Linked DNA regions of Mus musculus: region 2 is linked to region 1. Evidence: chromatin contacts called from public promoter capture Hi-C data. All regions are on one chromosome and are shown on one strand. Each heading gives the region's core, a stretch centred on a gene start, on an enhancer-like site or on the middle of the called end of the contact. The rest is flanking DNA. Distances are from core to core; before and after follow the strand shown.

What was found. Promoter capture Hi-C pulls out the DNA fragments that hold promoters and counts their contacts.
Region 2: a contact with region 1 is called in a promoter capture Hi-C map of hippocampal neurons, with 4 times the contacts expected there. The contact joins the enhancer-like site here to the promoter of Mecr in region 1. A contact is called at or near these places in 5 of 39 promoter capture datasets (the C10 cell line, HPC-7-derived erythroid cells, hippocampal neurons and 2 more), 11 of 484 Hi-C or Micro-C datasets (B cells, the Ba/F3 cell line, CD8 T cells and 6 more) and 2 of 9 other capture datasets (adipose tissue and liver).

The regions. Positions count from the first base shown.
Region 1 is chr4:131,842,157-131,844,856 of GRCm38.p6, forward strand. Mecr (mitochondrial trans-2-enoyl-CoA reductase) reads left to right here and starts at 1,315. Exons shown (of 10, transcript NM_025297.2): 1 at 1,315-1,522. The coding sequence starts at 1,347.
Region 2 is chr4:132,169,654-132,172,353 of GRCm38.p6, forward strand. No RefSeq gene overlaps it. Among named protein-coding and RNA genes, the nearest start is that of Oprd1, 27 kb to the left of the region's middle. Within about 2 kb of position 1,433, at least 22 of the 459 cell types and tissues checked have an H3K27ac peak or open chromatin away from gene starts, as enhancers often do. A contact at or near this core is called in cerebral cortex and hippocampal neurons, where this site is marked.

The DNA of each region.
Region 1 (2,700 bases), core at 65-2,564:
GGAACGTCTAAGAATGTATACCTTTGGATCGTGTACCTCTCTCCATGTTTCTAAATCAGGAGTCCTAAAATGGAACCTCATCTGATTTCCATGCACGCAGTTTGGGAATGGAAGGACTGCCTCCTGCAGCACTTCCTTGCTCCCTTTCTTCAGCCTGCAACAGTGCACACTTGCATGTACACAAATGTTCCACGGACGGGTTATTTATGCTGATGTTTCTTTTCCACCAAAACTAAGAACCTGCGTCTTTCCAGGTTAATACCTTTTACAAAGAATTTTCATTTCCCACCCAATCTCTTTGTATGCTGTGAGCATTTTAAACGACATCTTCCTTCATGGGACCCCTCTCATAGCTGAACAGCTTGATGGTTTTACAATGTATTATCCTGTCAACCTTAACATTGTTCTAATGTTTTGTTTTTATTTTTCCTTAACATTGTTCTAATGTTTTGTTTTTATTTTTCTTCCCAAGACAGATTTTCTCTGTGTAGCCCTGACTGTCCTGGAACTCACTTTGTAGACCAGGCTGGCCTCGAACTCAGAAATCCGCCTGCCTCTGCCTCCCAAGTGCTGGGATTAAAGGCGTGCGCCACCACCACCCGGCTTCTTCTAATGTTTTATCCATTCCTCACAACCGTCTGAAATGAGGTATATCATTTTCATGGCATCAATGAGAAATAGGCTCCAAGTTGCGCTCACTTGCCCAAGCTAGGAAAGAGCTGCTAGGATTTGAGCCTGGTATTCCTGGTATGTTAACTCTGGGTAAAGAAGTCCCCAAGTCTTGGTAGAGCATGCCTCTAATCACAGCACTTGGGAAGCAGAAGCAAGCGGATCTCTGAATTTGAGGCCAGCCTGGTCTACAGAGGGACAGCCTGGAACACACAAAGAAACCTGTCTCGAAAAACTGATGATGGTGGTGATGCTGGGCTGATAAAGTCTTTGTGTTGTTCTGGGGGAACTGAAGATGAAATGATACTTTAAAAAGTCTGGCACAGTGGTATCTCAATAAAGAGTGCAAAGGGGATACTGAGGCCAGAATGTAAATGACTTCCCGGAAACACCACGCGACAAGCAGCAGTCACAGCTTTAAGCCAGTTCTGAACTCTCTTCATGGGTAGGCTGCTTTGGCTAGCTGTGCAACTTCTCCAGGTCTCTGAATACCTTACGTAGCCCACCCTCAATCCTCACACCAGTCCGGGAGAAACCCTACACCAATACCTGGGCAGAGAGCGAGCGGCCTCTTTTAAAGAAGGGGGCGCGGTCACGAGCGGGGCGGGGCTCAGGCTTGCTGTCGCGGACGAATGACGTAGTCCAGAGCGCCGGATTCTGCCAGTGCTGGAAGCAGCATGTTGGTCAGCCAGCGAGTGACAGGGGCGCGAGCCCGGGCACCTCAGCTTGCGGGTCTCCTCGAGGCTTGGTACCGCCACGGCCGGACCACATCCTCCTACTCCGCTCTCTCTGAGCCGTCACGGGTGCGGGCGCTGGTCTATGGCAACCATGGGGATCCAGCCAAGGTCGTCCAGTAAGAGTCGGCGCCGCCACCGGGGAGGGAGCTGGGGTTCCTGGAGGGTTTTGAGGCGGGCGGCGGACTGCCAGGAGAGGACAGGGTCCGAGGAAGAGGGTTCTGCTGTCCTACAGATGCCGAGACCCCAGGGCGTGCTTGCTGACCCGACACCGGTGCTTTCCGGCGGCCAAGGACCCGCGAGGCACCGGTGCCAGAGTTTACTGACCCATATTGGTTTGAAGATTGTGGCAGTCACTCCTTTGTCTCAGTGGATGCTTCCGACTATTTGTCACAGCAACAGTCTGGGGGTATTTATTGCATTTTTTTTTCAGATGAGAAAAGCGAGGCATAAGAAAGTTAAAATTAACATTTGCCCCAAGTCACCCAGCCAGTGAGAATAGAAATTTGAACATACGGTCTGACAGCCTACCTAGATTCTACACCTGTTTTTAAATAGGAGATTATTGTTTGCCTTTCACAGAGGCCGAGGGGCTTGTCTAAAATGATACGGCTAATTAGTGATTGGAATAGGTGCCGGAATTCACCTGTTTCTCATGCGAGTTCCCTTCCACCAAGCCATGTGTGCATCTTGGCCTAATTATGACGAGTTGTTTAAACCCAGCTTGATGGCATGTGCCGTTAATCCCAGCACTAGTGAGGCAGAGGCCCGCAGATCTCTGTGAGTTCAAGGCCAGTCTAGTCTACATAGTCAGTTCCAGGATAGCCAGGACTATAGAGAGAGACCCTGTCTCAAAACAAACAAGCAAAAAGGAGTTGTTTCATAATCCCAGGATGCTGAGGTAAAAGGGTTATGAGTTTGAGACCAACATGGGTTGCATAATGAGCCTTTGTCTCAAAATACACACTCACAGTAAAAATACATAAAAATTTAAAAAAAAATCTTCAAATACAGTTTAGGGGATGCGCATGGTGTGTGCCTGTAGTCCCAGCACTTGCTAAGGGAGGAAGATTGTGAATGTAATGCTAGCCTGAACTACATATTGAGACCCTGCCTCAAAAACAAACAAAAAGTGGACAAGTTGGGCTTACCAACATGCATCTTATTATTATTATTTCTTCCCTTCTTAAGGTCTCCCTGTATGGTCCCAGCTAGCCTAGAACATGTTGAGTAGCCTTGGCTGACCTGGAGTTTCTAGTGATCCTTCTACCTCTGCCACCCCCAGCCCCCAGCACTG
Region 2 (2,700 bases), core at 183-2,682, 330 kb after region 1:
GCCTCCTTGGGAGGCTTATATGTCTTACTTATTATACATTTTTCTTTGCCTTTTCTCATTTATATTAAAATGTATTTTTATTGGTGTATATGTGTGCTCGAGTATATGGGCATGGGTGTGCATGTGCGTGCTTGAGTGTGTGTGCATGTGTGTCTTTGTGCTTGAGCATGTGTGCATGTATGTGCTTCAGTGTGTATGCATCTGTGCATGCTGATGCACCTACAGAGGCAAGAAGAGGACGTGGGATTCCCCAGGGCCAGAGTTACAGGAGTATTCGTGACACATGGTTGTGTGGAGGCTCTGAATTCTGTTCCTCATGACTATACAGATGGCTCTTAACCCACGAGCCATCTCTCTCGCATGCTTTGCTTCACTCCTACAAACTCTCTCTTCCTCTCCTCCTCTCTCTTTCTGTGCATGTGTGTGTGTGTGTGTGTGTGTGTGTGTGTGTGTGTGTGTGTGTTTGAAATAGGGTCTCACATAGCCCAGGGTGACCTCAAACTTGCTAAGTCAGAAAGGATGATCTCAAACTGCCTGCCTTCACCTCCCAAATGCTGGGAGTATAAACTCCTAATTAATGTGATGCTGGAGATGGAGCCCAGGACTCCACACATACTAGATAGGTCTCGGCCAACTGATTTGCATCCCCAGATCTTTTTTTTTTAAGATTTAGTTATTATTATATCTAAGTACACTGTAGATGTACCAGAAGACGACGTCAGATCTCATTACAGATGGTTGTGAGCCACCATGTGGTTGCTGGGATTCGAACTCAGGACCTTCAGAAGAGCAGTCGGTGCTCCCAACCCCTGAGGCATCTCTCCAGCCCACATCCCCAGATTTTATTTGCATTTTATTTTTAATCTGCAGCAATCCAAGTGTGAGAGACAACTCTGAACTTCTTCCCCCTATTCTCTTGGTCCTCCCCTATTCTCTTGGTCCTCCCCAACCCACCCACCCCCCACCTCCACAAGCTTCCCCCCTCCTGAGGAGATTCCTGCTGAGCAGCAGCAATAAAGGCAGAGTGTGTGGAGTTATTAAGGCCTAGTGACTCTGGGAGCCCCAGTTCCAACCTTAAGAGAAAGAAGCATAATGAGCTACAACTAAGCTGCCAGCAGCTCCTTCCACACAAAGCGACTGTATGTTACTTGGGTTTTGTTTGTTTGTTTGTTTGGTTTTTGGTTTTTGGTTTTTTCTTTTTATAACTTTGTGCAACTGTCTAAATCTTTTTAAATAAATAGGGAAAAATCCAACGAAGTTCTTCTTGTCCTTTAAAGATATAAGTGCATAAATCTTCACACAGCAGCATCTTGTAGAAGATCTGAGATGCAGGTCCCTCCTCACCAGGAGCAGATGGCAGAAGGGCTGAGCAGAGGCTGGGCTGCTGTCCTTCCTGCATTTGGAAGCGTGACTCACTTCGGTCTTCAGACTTCTCTGAAAAAGAAAAGCAGCCTCCCCAGGAGGCTCACGGATCGCTCATCTCTTCCCTTCTGTCTCAGTGCGAAGGGAACGCAGACTGCCCAGTCTGCCCCTCCACAAAGCTACTTCCATTGCAAGGCTCAGAGCTGCCTGAGCCTGCCCTCAAGGCCAGACAAGTTAACAAGATCCCAGCTCCAAGCCCAGACCAGGGCTCCTCCCAGCCCTCCATTAATCTTTGCTGACCCTGGGTCCTGAGTTTAGGGAGGACAGAGAAGCCTCCCTCCTGGGGACACCAGCCTGACCTTTGGCAAGGTCTGGGCCACAGCCAGGTTCTTGAGATACCCTCTCACTGTGTGCACAGCCACCTCTTCAGCCCCAAGATCTTGAATTTCTGGTGTCCTCTCTCCAGTGATCTTTCTTGCACTTGCTTTGCATAATCAGAGCCTGGGTAGGTGTGTGGTCTGGGAAAGGCAGGCTCCCTGCACAAGTAGCTACTCACTGTAGAGGGTGCTGGCAGAGGTCTTCCTCCTCCTCCTCCTCCTCCTCTTCCTACTCCTTCCTTCCTTCTTCCTTCTTTTTTCTTTCTTTCTTTCTTTTCTTTTTTTTTTTTTTTTTTTTTTTTTGTCTTTTGTTTTGTTTTGTTTTTTGTTTTTCGAGACAGGGTTTCTCTGTATAGCCCTGGCTGTCCTGGAACTCACTTTGTAGACCAGGCTGGCCTCGAACTCAGAAATCTACCTGCCTCTGCCTCCCGAGTGCTGGGATTAAAGGCATGTGCCACCACATCCGGCTTTTTTGGTTTTTTGAAACAGGGTTTCTTTGTGTAGTTCTGGCTGTTCTTGAACCCTGTAGACCAGGCTGGCCTCTGCTTCCCAAGTGCTGTGTGTCTAAATAGCTGTGCCACCACATCCATTGTTGTTATTGTTGTTGTTGTTCTTCTTCTTCTTCTTTAAATTTATTATAATTTATTTATTTTTACTTCATGTGCATTGGTGTTTTGCCTGCATGTGTGTCTGTGTGAGGGTGTTGGATCCCCTGGAATTGGAGTTACAGACAGTTGTGAGCTGCCATGTGGGTGCTGGGAATTGAATCAGAGTCCTCTGGAAGAGCAGCCAGTTAACCTCTGAGGCTCTGAGCCATCTGAGCATCCCAAGGTGCTTCTTTTTCAAAGTCAACTACACATCAGATCTACCACTGCAGGCAGCTTTATAGAATCATTCTCTTCCTGTCTGCATTAGCCCGTTGTCTGTTGCCAATGATGCAGTAGCAGACGGGTGAGTTTTA